2 separate regions of the Mus musculus genome follow, and region 1 is linked to region 2. A link is a contact called in public Hi-C data. All regions are on one chromosome and are shown on one strand. Each heading gives the region's core, a stretch centred on a gene start, on an enhancer-like site or on the middle of the called end of the contact. The rest is flanking DNA. Distances are from core to core; before and after follow the strand shown.

Region 1 (6,825 bases), core at 2,197-4,696, 150 kb before region 2:
AACACTTCAGTAGTGCTTCGGTCCATGATCTTCTTCTTTTTCTCCCACTCCTTATCAAAGGTCTCTCAAAATTAAATCTCAAGCCAACCAGGCCTACTCTGGGCTTCTGGATCACACAGTTCGGTAACTGTTAAGTGCTCAAGCCCATCAGGAAGTCATTCACCCTTATGAGACACAGGTCCCTACAAGCATCTGTTGTGGATAGCCCTGGAGCTAATTATATTTGAGATTAACTCCGTTCTCCTGGGGGGGGGGGGGGGGCTGTGAACAAGGAATGAGTCAGCACTCTGGTGATTTCCTGTAAACCTGCTTCCCACTTTAATTTGTAAAATAAAGGAGAGCTGATGATTGGGCAGATAAAAGGGAAGGTGGAGCAGAAGGTGGGGAGAGAGAGAGAGAGAGAGAGAGAGAAGAGAGAGAGAGAGAGAGAGAGAGAGAGAGAGAGAGAGAGAGAGAGAGAGAGAGAGAGAGGAGACACAGAAGAGGAAGAAGAAAAGCAGAGCAGAAGCACATGGCCTGGAGAAACCCCAAGTTCTAAGGGGTCTCATAGATGTGGAAGATGGCAGTGTAGCAGTAGATCTGCCCAATCGAGGCCACAGCATGTAATCATATTAACTGAGTTGTGTTTTCATTGCCAGGGTATATTTGGGTTGGAGACTTACCACAACAAGCACCCATCATCCAAAGTCAAGCTATTTTATTTGCTGTCTCTGCCTCACAAGTGGCCTGTATTGCCTCCAGATTTTAAGCGAGCTGCTGTATGTTTTGAAGACCTTCTATTTATCAGGAGCTGAGCTGGGTTCTGGGAATATAGAGCTTAAAGCACTCATTTATGAAGCACATGAATTAAAGGGAGGACTGAAGTAGCGGTTCCAAGGCATCGTGGCAGGTGGCTTAGAGGAAAGCCTGGGTTGCTATGGAGACATGGTTTAGGATGTCCACCTCTGCATCCTCGATAGCCTCACCCCTAGGCTTTCTCCTTCTCTAGCCTGATTTATCTATCGCAGGATATACCTGCCCCTTCATCTGCATCTTTTAGGCAGCACCTCCCCATTTATGCAATAATAGAATGTTTTACACTTATCTCTCCTTCTTGTCCATTTTTCTGTAGGGCCGTGGGTGTGTGGGGAAGAGGAGAGTGGGAGAGAGCCCGAGTTCGGTGCTCTGGGCAGGCAGACACGGGAGGACTGCCGGATGCTTTCCACGCGGTCCGGGGTGGGCATCTGGCTGTGTTAGGCCACTGACCACACATGGCGGGTGGTGGACAAGGAGCAGCCCAGGTACCAGGTTCTCAGTCTCCGGCATCCCACGCTGGATATGGCGAAGAAGCTTAAGAACAGACTAGGGACCCCGGGGTGGCACTCGGCCCTGGAGATATGGGGAAGAGATGGCAGGTGGAGAGGAGGCGCTGGATGGTTCTCACCCAGGTGAGAGTCCTTAGTCCGGTCCGCGGCTGCAGCATAGGAAGGCCTTCCATTGGGAGGATAGACACTGCTCGTTAGGAGAAAGCCCATCCCATCATTTAAGCACGGAGGGCCTTGATGATCAGAGACAGTCTATGGTTTTAGAGCTTTATTGTAGAAAGGCAGGGAGAAAGAGAGAATGTAGAAAGAGAGAGAGAGGTCAGCCATGGCCACGTGGAGAGAGGGGGAAGAGAGAGAGAGAGAGAGACAGAGAGAGAGAGAGAGAGAGAGAGGAGGGCTAAAGAGTAAGAAAGGTAAAAGCTTAGAGAGTGAGGAGGGGCCAAACAGCCCCTCTTTGCTATCTTGCTGTTGCTAGGTAACTGTGGGGAGAAGTCTAGCCAGAATGACAGAAGCTTGGGCCATTGTCTACGTGATTGTTAGCCACAAGCCTCCCTTGTGGGGGCTGTGGGGAGGGGGATGGTAACTTTGACAGGAGCCAGGGATCCAGGAGACATGATTGAACGAACGCTTTCCTTCTGTCCTGGTGGAAATTCCCACCCACCAGATTCCACTGGGGTTCAAGACTTCACCTCTGACTGGAGACCAAGCTGTCTGTGCATAGCCCATTGCCCCACACATTTCCTTGTACATTTTCTCCTCATCTGCTGAAGTGTAAGGGGCAGGCAGAGAGGCCAGGGAGATGGTTCCATTGATGAACTGTCTGCTACGTGAATGTGAGGACCTGAGCTTGCACACACAGCATCCATGGAAGACACTGGGTGTGGTGGTGTATGCTTGTATTCCCAGCCCTGGAGAGTGGAGACAGGAAGAGACCTAAATTTGCTGGTCAGCCACTCTAGACACTCAGTGAGTTTAAAGTCAGTAAGAGACCCTGTCTCAATACATAAGGTGAAAATAGCACAGGGAAGACAGTCAGCATTGACCTCTGGACACATATATGCATGCACACACTCAGAGGAACACACACACACACACACACACACACACACACACACACACACTCCCTAAGACTGTATTCTCCAGGAGATGATACTCTAAAAGCAAAGACAGGGCAGGGTGGAGTCGTCACAGCCTCATCTCTATGCAATTTTGTGGTTGGTGTGTGATCTAAAGAAGGAACTGTTCTGTTGCTTACAACTTGATTTATTAGTAAGTAGATTCTCATCTGACCACCTCTGTGGGACCCTAAGAGAACAGACGGCTGACATCGGTGCTGTGACCCACAGCTGAACAGTTAAACTGGCCACAGAACTTGAGGGGATGCAGCCTAGGAATTCTCAGATATAGGAGCACGGCCCAGGTGACTAAAAAAGGACTAAAGCCCTGTGGGTGGGGGACAGAGCTGAGGAAACAGAGCCTGGTCTTGTGCTGTCCGTCTCATTTGTGTCTAAAGCTGAGCATGCCTGGGGAATGTTCACATATGGCTGGGAAAAGGCTTGCCATGCAGACATGAGGGCTGGAGTTTGGATGCCCAGTGCCCACACTTAGTCGTGGCTCTATAAGGATTTGTTAGTTGGCAGGCTACATAAAGTATACTCCCAGGAAAAACAGAGCAGTTGCTGAATCCCCCAGCTTCCTTCCATCCTGCCAGACACATCGTCCATCCAGTAAGTGGCTTTAAAGGAACCTTAGTGATGTGTTTAACCACATCTTGTGTACTCTCCCACCCAGGCCCAACTTTTGCGTTTGTCGCTCTTGGACATGAATAGCCACCATCCAACGGGTCTCTTATGAAACCAACATCTATGCTTCAGTTTTTCTTTCCTCTCAAGGCCAGCATGGTCTTCGTGGGCTCCCAATCTCCTTTCACATAACCCTTCTGCAGCCGCTTCTCTCTACTTCGGTCACTTGTCCTTTGGGGGTCACTAATCCCCTGGGATGAGGGAATCCCTGCCCATCTCACGGTTCTAGTACTAGGAGCAGAGCAAGCTGTGAATTCTCTCCTTGCTGGGTGCTGTCTGATTTTCTGCGACTAGCGAAGACAGGCAAGTCTCCCTTGGATTTCATTTTTTCATGCCAGCATTTTTGCAGGTGTAAAAGCTGATGGAGACAGGGGAAATCTGAGGAAGTGGAACATGCCACAAATAGACTCGGCATGCCTCGAGAAAAGAAATGCAGAGATTTAGTAATGGTCCCAGATCTAAAGGGCAGCGCTCTTACCTAATACGCCTATGCTTTGAGCTAAGCAAACAGGTTTGCCATCTCCTTAGCAACCAGAATACAAACATGTCTTACCTGAATTATCCAGTCTCTTTGCCAAAGCCACTCACTGTGAGTGGGGGAGGAGACAGGTGTTTGGTGAAAGAGTCCACATAAAGCACATATCATTCTGTTGGATGGGGCGTTCACCTCCCAACCTCATTAACACCTCACTTGTTTCATTTGCCAGCCATGGCCTAACTTCTGGTAAAAGGTTAATATAAACTCACCCTTCTGTCAGTCAATGACATTTAGGAGACCGATTTAAAAAAAAAAAAAATTCTGCAAGTTTTTTTTCTGGAAAGTTCTATTTATAATGACACCATTAAATGGCCAAAGACAGTAATTATAAATTGCCTCCTCTGCATGTGCAGGTAAGACCTTCATAGTCAACACTGTGGCCCTCTCCCACCATCCCCCAAGGGACTTCACATTCCTGCTTGTTCTGTGACAATACAAGCCATGCAAGGTACAAGGTATTTGATTCAAATCATGTCCAAGGAGCTGCTTGCTCTGCTGAACTGTGGAAGTGAGGCTAGAGAGATGGTTCAGTAGTTGAGAGCACTGACTGTTCTTCCAGAGACTGGGGGGGGGGGGGGGAGAGGAAGAAGAGAAGAAGAAGAAGAAGAAGAAGAAGAAGAAGAAGAAGGAGGAGGAGGAGGAGGAGGAGAAGGAGGAAGGGGAAGAAGAAGGGGAAGAAACAGGTCTCTAACACATAAGAGTCTGAGAGACTCTAGAGAGACTTCTCTAGAGAGAAGCAGCAAATGAAGTAATCCAATCCTGAGACCATGACAGCCTCTCAGAGCTCCATCTAGAATGTTCTTTGTCTATGACTCTCATCGTCTTTGTCTCCCAAGGCTGGCTGAGTAGCGTCTCAGTGTGGCCTGCAAGGCTGCTTTTTTGAGCAAGCCAGTCATCACAGTGAATACTCACTTCCACACTCAGCCTGCCCCTTCTTAGAAGAGCCTTCCTGGGGGGCAGAAGGATGAGACGGACGCCAAATTGGGGCACAGGAGTAAATATCAGGGTAGGAACCCCAGTTCTTCAAAACAAATGGGAAGCAAACATGGGAGAAAGCGGTGGGCCACCTCCTGCCCCCTCCCTGAGCTGGGTCTTTTCAGGATGTTTGAAAACTCTGGGACACAGAAGTTACTTGTGAATGGTTGAGTGTACCACACCCGTGAGGATCTGGCTAGGAATGCTAGGACCTCTGTCATGTGTGTAGAAACCTATGTAGTATTGCAAGCCACGGAAGCTACATGTTAGCCTAACCACAGAACAACTGCCAAACACAGGTCTGGGAGGAGAGGCTGCTATCTTCCACGAGTTGAGATGAGGCTTTAGCCCTCGGAACTCATTGGGTAGAGCTTGTAAAAAAACAAACAAATAAACAAACAAAAACAAAACAAAAAACTGAGGGGCTGAGGCAGTGAGGAAGAGGCGTAATGGAAGAAAGAGGACCACCTAGCTCAATTGCCAAAGCTCTCCTGGTGGCAAGATCTTGGTGTGGGAGGGAAGCTGGGCCATGAAGGACCCAGAGATGCATCACAGGCAGCCTCCTCATAGGATTCCGCCAGATGGTGTCAAGCTGCCAAATCCAGAGATAGAGACTGGCCGGGTGGCTGCCTCTGCCCTGCCAGACCTGGCGTGGCGTGGCAAGTGGGATGATTCGTTGACAGACACACACTTCACACTTGGAAGTGGGAGGGGAAGGTTTATGGGAAATGATTGCGAAATAACCTCTCTCCCGAACTGAGGTCCTGTGCAACTCCCAGACTGTTGTACCTACTGCTATTAATTTACATAGCACGTATTGTACGCCTACTCAGCTGGAGTAAATAACATCCAGTGATGGGAGGCGACAGTAGCTGCCTGGCAGGAAGCTCCCGGATTCAGTTTGTGTCAAATACTTTACACGGGGTATGGCTTGTGTTGTCACAGAACAAACAAGAGTATGAAGTCCTTTGGGAAGGGGAAGGTCACATAGGTACCAGCACAGGTCTCACCCTCACATGCAAAGGAGGCTATTTATAGTTAACCCTCTTTGTCCATTTAGGTGTCTCTCTATAAATAGAACTTTCCAGAAAACCTTCCTAGCAATTTTCTTTTTATCAGTCTCCTAAATGGTGTTGACAGAAAGAGGTGAGGTTGCACTAACTCTTCAACAGGAAGTCAAGGCATCGCTAGTAAATGAGACAAGTCAAATACTGGTCTCAGCTCAGTGCGCCTACCATGGTGGGCGGTGTTGTTTCTAGTCCCATTGTACAGAGGAAAAATGTGAGGTATAGTTTCTCTGGTCTCCCAGGAATACAAGAGCCAAGACATCACACGTTTTAGCTGTGTGGAGTCACTCTACGTGTTTCTTGCGTTTAGTTTTAAACCAGTGTTGTACGAGGCAATTGAAAGAGGCCAGCAGGGACCAAAAAAAAAAAAAAAAAAAAAAAAAACCTCTAAAGAAGATTCTAGTCTGAGGGAGAGAGAAAGCAGTGCCCTCTTCACCACATATGGGCATCTGGAAAATATCAGACTGTTAGGTTCTCCTGGTGACTATGGCGTCAAATGAGGAATTATCAGCCCCCTTCCCCTGTGCTAAAAACTATTAAACTGGCCATCAAACATAGAGACATGCATTCGCACAGAAGCGTTGAAAACAGGCATTGAACCTGACCGGCACTTCAGGGTGGACACACCTTGGCCCAGGTGGTCCCTCGAGCAGCCTGTGTATGAGAGACTTGAGCTGGAGCAGTTATCATGCTCAGAGTCCCACCAGGATGGAGTCTGCTGAGAAGGGAGACACAGGATTCCTGAGGGTTGGCGGTGGGCTTCGCCCCACAGCCGCCTTATGCTTTGTTCATAGAGGAGAGTGAATCCTGTGTGATATTCCCAGCCTTCCTGCATTCTCCACACTTCATCTTTTAAAAAAGAAAAGAAAAATGATCTCGTGGACAACACGATGATGCTAGGTACCCCTCTGCAGATGCTGGTGCCCGACTGAGAACCTTCCGTGCCAGCTATCCACCCTGCCATGCTGTCTCTTGGTTTACAGGATTCTGGAGGATTCCATAGAACAGCCTCTGTGTTCCAGGTCAGCCCTGTTTAGTTACGTCAGCCTAGTGTGCTTTGCCTACAATTGTTATTTTGCTCTTAAGAAATAAAATAACTGCCAGGCAGTGGTGGTGCATGCCTTTAATCCCAGCACTCA
Region 2 (6,432 bases), core at 966-3,465:
GACTGGTGGCTGAGACGGAGCCTAAGGCCCGGCCAGGGAAGGCGATTGAACCTTTGGCAATCTCCCTTCCTTCAGGGTGTCCTTTGCCTCTAATCTACAGGATGCTGGATGCCTCACCCTGCAGCCAGGGTTCTCCTAGCCCTGCCCTGCTCTGTCCAGCATTCCTACCTTCCCAGCTTCCTCTGCAGAGCCCCACCCATCCCCACTGTCTATCTAACCCTTCGGTTGCAGGCAACGGGCTAGCAGGAGCTCCTGTGGGAGTGCGTGTGTACGCATTAATCCTTCTGCCTGTACCCCTCCCATTCCCTTCCTGCTTCTGATGGAACAATACAAACCTTCAAGACCCAACATAGATCATCAAAAAAGCTAAAAGCAATGGACATAAAGTGCTAGGAAGGATGCAGGAAAAGAGCCCCCTACCCCCACCCCTTAGATACCATGGACTACGAAAATCAGAATGGAGTTTCCTTGGAAGACTAAAATAAACTGTGTAACCTAGCTGTCCCAATCCTACACACATCCCTGGAGGAATCTAAGTCAATTTCATACAGAGAACATTGCACATTCATGTTTTCTGCAGCAAGAGTCACAACCACCAAGCTACGAATCCAGCCAGTACAGGAATGGAGAAAGAAACTGTGGTAACCATAGGCAAATGGTGTTTTATTTGAATGTAAAGAAGAATATAAATTTTGTTTTATAGTAGATCTACTCAGAGAATGAAATTGTTAGCAGAAAAAAAATATATAGATGGGACTAGAGGTCATCATGGTAAGAAAACTAAGCTAAACTTAAAAAGATAACACATTTTCTCTCGATGATGAAGAAGATGAAGGTGGTAATGATGATGAAGATGAAGATGGTAATGATGATGAAGATGAGGGGGAGGAGGAGAAGGATGATAAAAGAGAAAATAAAGAAAAATTCACCACAGTACCACTTGAGGATTCATGGACTATTTCATTTTGTATTCTTTCTTTTCTATTTTCGAGACAGGGTTTCTCTGTATAGCCCTGACTGCTCTGGAACTCACTTTGTAGACCAGGCTGGCCTTGAACTCAGAAATCTACCTGCCTCTGCCTCCCAAGTGCTGGGACTAAAGGCGTGCACCACCACTGCCTGGCTCATTTTTTATTCTTGTCATTGTGCCTAGCAAAGGCTTGTCACTCAAAAAATGTGTCTTGTCTGAATTGGACATAATCTCTTTGATTTTTTTTCAATACCAATCAGAAACCAATGTATTATATTAATTATGTAACTGAAAGTCTCAAAAGAAGTTTCTAGGCCCAGGCTATTCTGGCGCCTAAAACCACACAAAAGACTACTATATTGCAAACACTAAATTAAACAGCTTTTAAAAAAATAAGTGGCTTCACCAGCTATGAATTCTGCTTAAATAATAAAAGTTGTCCTCACCTTTGAAGCTATTAAGCAATAGGCACTCACTTTAGAGTATGCCTTAGCCAATAAGAACTGTTTCTGAGTCTCCCCTTTGCATAAAGTTGAGTCAGTATCATTAGTTGGGAAATAATTACACAGTACATAGCACACAACCCACAAGAGTCTCTGCTTTGTTTTGATTTTTAAATCAACCCTTTTACAGGAAGTCGGTTTTCACCCAGGTAACTGTTGCAAAATATTTACCCAGGTAAGAAAAGCATTAGTCAGCCAATGAGAAGCCCTTCTGTGGTGAGACTTCATCTACCTCATTACCGTTTACTACACTGGGCATCTAATTACCTTCAGGATGGAACACATCCTGTTTCCACTTGCTCAAACTCTCTGACTTGCCCCTTGGCTTTCCAGTGCTGGCTGAGAAGTCTAGAGCCACAAGTAAACTGAAGACTCAGATCTTTCTTGGAGATTAGTTACACCCCTCATTTGGGGAGGGGGGGGGGAGATGATGGTTGATCATTTAGAAAATAAACTCTAGGGTGAGCAGGAACCTTGTCACCAAGAAAGGAGGTGGCCCCAGCCTTGGTATTCTAGCCTGTGCCCTGAGGCTCACACCTGTGCACTCTCCTCTCATGGAGAACTTCACAACAACAACAAACAGCAGACCACTTACGCCATCAAAATCTCTGATAAGCTAATTTTCTATCCATTGACACAACATAATGAGCAGAAAATGGGCTTGGTGTACTAAGTGGCTGCTTTTAAGGACCTGCTCTGCCTCTTTGTAGCAAGTTACTTGACCTTGAGGGAGTTACTCAACAAGCGTGTGCTGTTTGTAATGAGAGGATAGCAATGTTGTGTGGCTGAAACGAGACAGTATGTTACAGCGGAGCACAGCTGTCTGATACAAAACCAAATACAAGCTTTCTTGCTTCTCTCCTCCCTCTGTTCCCAGAATACTCCAGATTACTGGTTCTCATCCTGTAGGTTGTGATCTTTTTGGCAAACCTCTACCTCCAAAAATATTTACATTATTATTCATAACAGTAGCAAAATTACAGTTATGAAGTAGCAACAAAAACATTTTCATGGTTGGGGGTGTCACCACAACATGAGGGTCCCAGCGTTAAGAAAGACGAGAACAGCTGCTCTAAATATAGACTGTATAAATCCACCCAGCTCAGCCATAGAGAAGGAGCCACCTACAATCCAGATTTCTGTAAGGTCCAAGATGAGAATATATTTATTTTTATTTTCAGTGTGTAAGTGTATGTTTTTGAAAGGGTTTTATAGCTGGTCAGTAGTGGCGCATGACTGTAACCCCAGCACTTGGGAGGCAGAGGCAGGTGGATCTCTATGAGTTCGAGGCCAGCCTGGTCTACAAAGTGAGTTCCAGGACAGCCAGGGTTACACAGAGAAACCCTGTCTCGAAAAACCAAAAAAAAAAAAAAGAAAAAAGAAAAAAGAAAGGAAGGAAGGAAGGAAGGAAGGAAGGAAGGAAGAAAGGAAAGAAGGAAGAAAGGGTTTTATATACCCTCAGCTAGCATTGACTATACTACTATATAGCAAAGGATGGCCTTGAACTCTTGATTCTCCAGTCTCCACCTCCTAAGTGCTAGAATTACAGGTGTGCCCACTGACTCAAATGGTATTATTAGACACGTTCAGTGAATATGCACAGGGACTATGAAACAAAAGAACATGCCGTTGAGATAGACCTCTATGGATTAGTGTCAGTACTTGAGTACTTGGCCCAATGCTATTGAATCTTAAGGTGTTGGTGTTCGTTTGTTTGTAGTTTGTTAAAATACTTCGAAGCAAGGCATTCATTTGAAAGTTTCCAGTTGAGCTAAAATTAAAAACATGTTTTACAAGTCAAAAAGCCACATTATCAAGCCTAGGAGATGGCTCAGTGGACAAAGGCACCCGCTGCCAAGTCTGATGGCGTGCCTTTGCTTCATCGACCCATTTGCTTGAAGAAGTGAACCTGCTCCCACAAGATGTCTGCCTGCGTGCATGCTTTGTTGTGTGCTTGGCTGCGAGCTCGGGCGAGAGACCCCTGAAGTAAATAAATGCAATTTCAAGAAAACATACTTCAATGCACAAGCTCAGTGCAAGGTAAACATTCAAAGAGTACTACACACATGGCCGGTAGGGTGGACTTGAACATGAGTACACAGCCCATGACCCCTGTGTCGTTTCCCACGCTCGGCAAGCCCACACACAAGCCGGCTAGTGATGACCACAGACAGCCCACGTTCAAGGAGCTCTTGCAGAGTGGCTGCGTTACTTCACTAATCCCCAGGAGCCCGTCGCACAGGTGTGACCATGATTGCTATCGCACAGGTGAGAGCGCTATCCCAAGCTCATCTCTTCGTTAACAGGTAGAGCTGCCATCACCAATCTGGTTGCCAGATATGGGTCCCTCTGTACCAGGGAACACATAGCTGGGAAAACAAACGGAGAGAGAGCAGCCCAGGGAGGAAGAGTCGTGTATTGTAAAGTGTAGTGTAAGCTGACTTTGAGTTTTCTGTGTAGCTAAGGATGACCTTAAACTCCTGACCCTCTGGCCTCTGCCTCCCAAATGCTGGAACTATAGGCATGCCAGTCTGGCTCAGAGAATGTAATGTGTGTATGAAACCTATGAATTGAGAGATATACTTCCTGAAGAAGGACCTCTGAGAGTATTACCAACACACAGGCACCGGACCCTCATGCCTAAGTTACTAACACCTAAGTTCTTTTAAGAAACAAGAAATCAAGAGTTTTTAATCAATGTGGGTTCTTGGCATGGATCCCTAGACATAAAGTGTGGCTTCTTGAAGGCACTTTGGGCTGGGCAAGCTCTCGCACACAAGTAGCTTCCAAACTGCTCAGCCAATAAACAGAGAGAAGCTTACACTTAGGGAAATTGGGGTCAATATTTGTTATGCTCATACAGTCCTGCAGACTAACAGGATGTGGGCACAGAGGCAGTCAACAGAGTATGACACACCTCCCACATGCACTAGAGGGGACCACACCCTGGCCTACCCACCACCACTGTCTGCCTGGAACACTGAGGTGAGGATGGAGGGTGGGTGGCACCTCTGACTCTCACGAGGCTTAGGCTTGTAGTACTGTAGGCAGAGCCTCCATCCTGATGAGGCTAGTGTACACTGGCAATAAACCATCAACAGCAAACTAAAACAACAAACACCATCCTGAACAGCTGTCTGCCCTCACGCCCACTTTTGTTGAGTGGTCTTGGCAGGGCTCTGCCTGAGCAAACTGGCCCAGTGTAATCTTGGGGCCAGTTAGACTGTAGAAGTCAAGAGTAACTCGTGATTGAAAATGGAAGGCAGTTGGTCTATCTGGATGAAGAACTTGCCAACCCCAAATTTTAACTTTTTAATTAGTAAAAGGAAGATTTCAACTTCTTCACAGGTCAGTATAAAATAAAATAAAATACAAAATGGTAATCTTTGGATTCAGACAAACCTGGACTTTAATTCTAGAGCCTTTAAAAATATTTTTGAATCAGTTGGCTTATCTGTATCTAACACACTTAGATCCATCAGCTACGGAAAAGAGCCTGCCCTAGAGACTAAGTGAATGGACTGGGTCCTTATTTATTCTGCGGGCACAAGAAACACTGATAAACATCCTACATCAAAAATATGTGCGATCAGGACCAACTCACACCAACTTATCGTAAAGTTCTAATTAGTGGGTTTTCCCATATTTCCTACAGTGACCAACACAAGCCCTTGTCTTAATAGCTGAAGGAATCTGACCTTTCTGTGTCAAATAATAGTTATGCATAAAGCAGGTAGATGAGCAGTGCCATTAGTACCCTAATTGATATCGCCAGCCCAAGAAACACGTTCATGAGAATTAACTTCTTTCTTATGGTTTACTTCAGTCTATGTCAGTGGTGCTCAATCTTCCTAATGCCATGGCCCTTTAATTCAGTGCTTCGTCTTGTGGTGACCCCAACCTTAAAATTATTTTTATTACTACTTCATAACCATAATTTTGCTATTGTCGTGAATCATAATGTAAATATCTGACATGCAGGATATCTGGTATATAATCCTTGGGAAAGGGCTGTTTGACTCCCCCTGCTTTGGGGTGTCACCAAAGGAGTAGTGACTCACAAGTTGAGAACCCTGATGCTCTAGGGAAGATGGGGGACCAGTATGGTGCCAAGACTGGGGATCTGAGTTCGGTCCCTGGACCCCACAAGGTGGAAGGAGGCAACCAACTCCTGCAGGCTGTTCTCTGTCTGACCTCCACAAACGTGCCATGGCGCATGTGCACACACATTCACTGGGATGTGCACATCTATACACGAGGAGGAAGGACAGAGAGAGGAAGGAGAAGCAGAAGGAGGAAGGGAGGAAGGAGTAAGTCATAGGAGACATATATATTAAGAACACATATTTTATATTTTCCAAAGATCATCCATGTACTTTATCAATTCGATAACTGCTTTGTGAATCAAAAAAAAAAAATCTCATTTTACACACCAAGTGAAATACAAAAGGAGTGACTTGTTAAGATGACAATAGCTAAGTGAAAATCAGAAGAATGTAGCTGCTTAAATTCTTAAGTGCCTTTTCCATCTTCTCTGAAAGTAACCAAGTTGAGCCCACCTGCACTTTTGTTCTGAGGTCTGTAGATTTGCACACCAAATGTGCTCTTAGGCATCTGACCAACTTGATTCCTAAACAACAGCCTCGAATTCTTCTTTTTCTTCCATTCCAATTTATGAACCCCTAAGACTATTTGTTAGGGAAAATAAACCTGACAATCCATTGTGACAGCAAAAGCCAATGCATTCACATTCGTTGGATCTCAGCCTGGCAATTTGCCTGTGTCTTCTGGCATATTCTGATGAAATTACCATTCAACTTACAGTATCTGTCCTCATAGCCCTGAGTGAATTCCCCTGCCCCATTAATCTGTATTTTCATCTAGCCAAGATGTCAACTTGATATCTTATTTTCCATTCTGCCTAACTCACTAGTAACACAATCTGTGAAACAACACATG

What was found. A called contact is a pair of places that touch in the nucleus more often than the background predicts.
Region 1: a Hi-C map of epidermal suprabasal cells shows a contact between it and region 2, with 2.3 times the contacts expected there. The contact joins two enhancer-like sites. A contact is called at or near these places in 1 of 39 promoter capture datasets (liver), 5 of 484 Hi-C or Micro-C datasets (bone marrow-derived macrophages, cerebral cortex, embryonic stem cells and 1 more) and 3 of 115 datasets of contacts at active chromatin or transcription factors (embryonic stem cells and pancreatic cancer cells).

Annotation. Positions count from the first base shown.
Region 1 is chr14:76,730,287-76,737,111 of GRCm38.p6, reverse strand. No RefSeq gene overlaps it. Among named protein-coding and RNA genes, the nearest start is that of 4930431P22Rik, 26 kb to the left of the region's middle. Within about 2 kb of position 3,446, at least 39 of the 459 cell types and tissues checked have an H3K27ac peak or open chromatin away from gene starts, as enhancers often do. A contact at or near this core is called in epidermal suprabasal cells, where this site is marked.
Region 2 is chr14:76,577,939-76,584,370 of GRCm38.p6, reverse strand. No RefSeq gene overlaps it. Among named protein-coding and RNA genes, the nearest start is that of Serp2, 24 kb to the right of the region's middle. Within about 2 kb of position 2,215, at least 38 of the 459 cell types and tissues checked have an H3K27ac peak or open chromatin away from gene starts, as enhancers often do. A contact at or near this core is called in epidermal suprabasal cells, where this site is marked.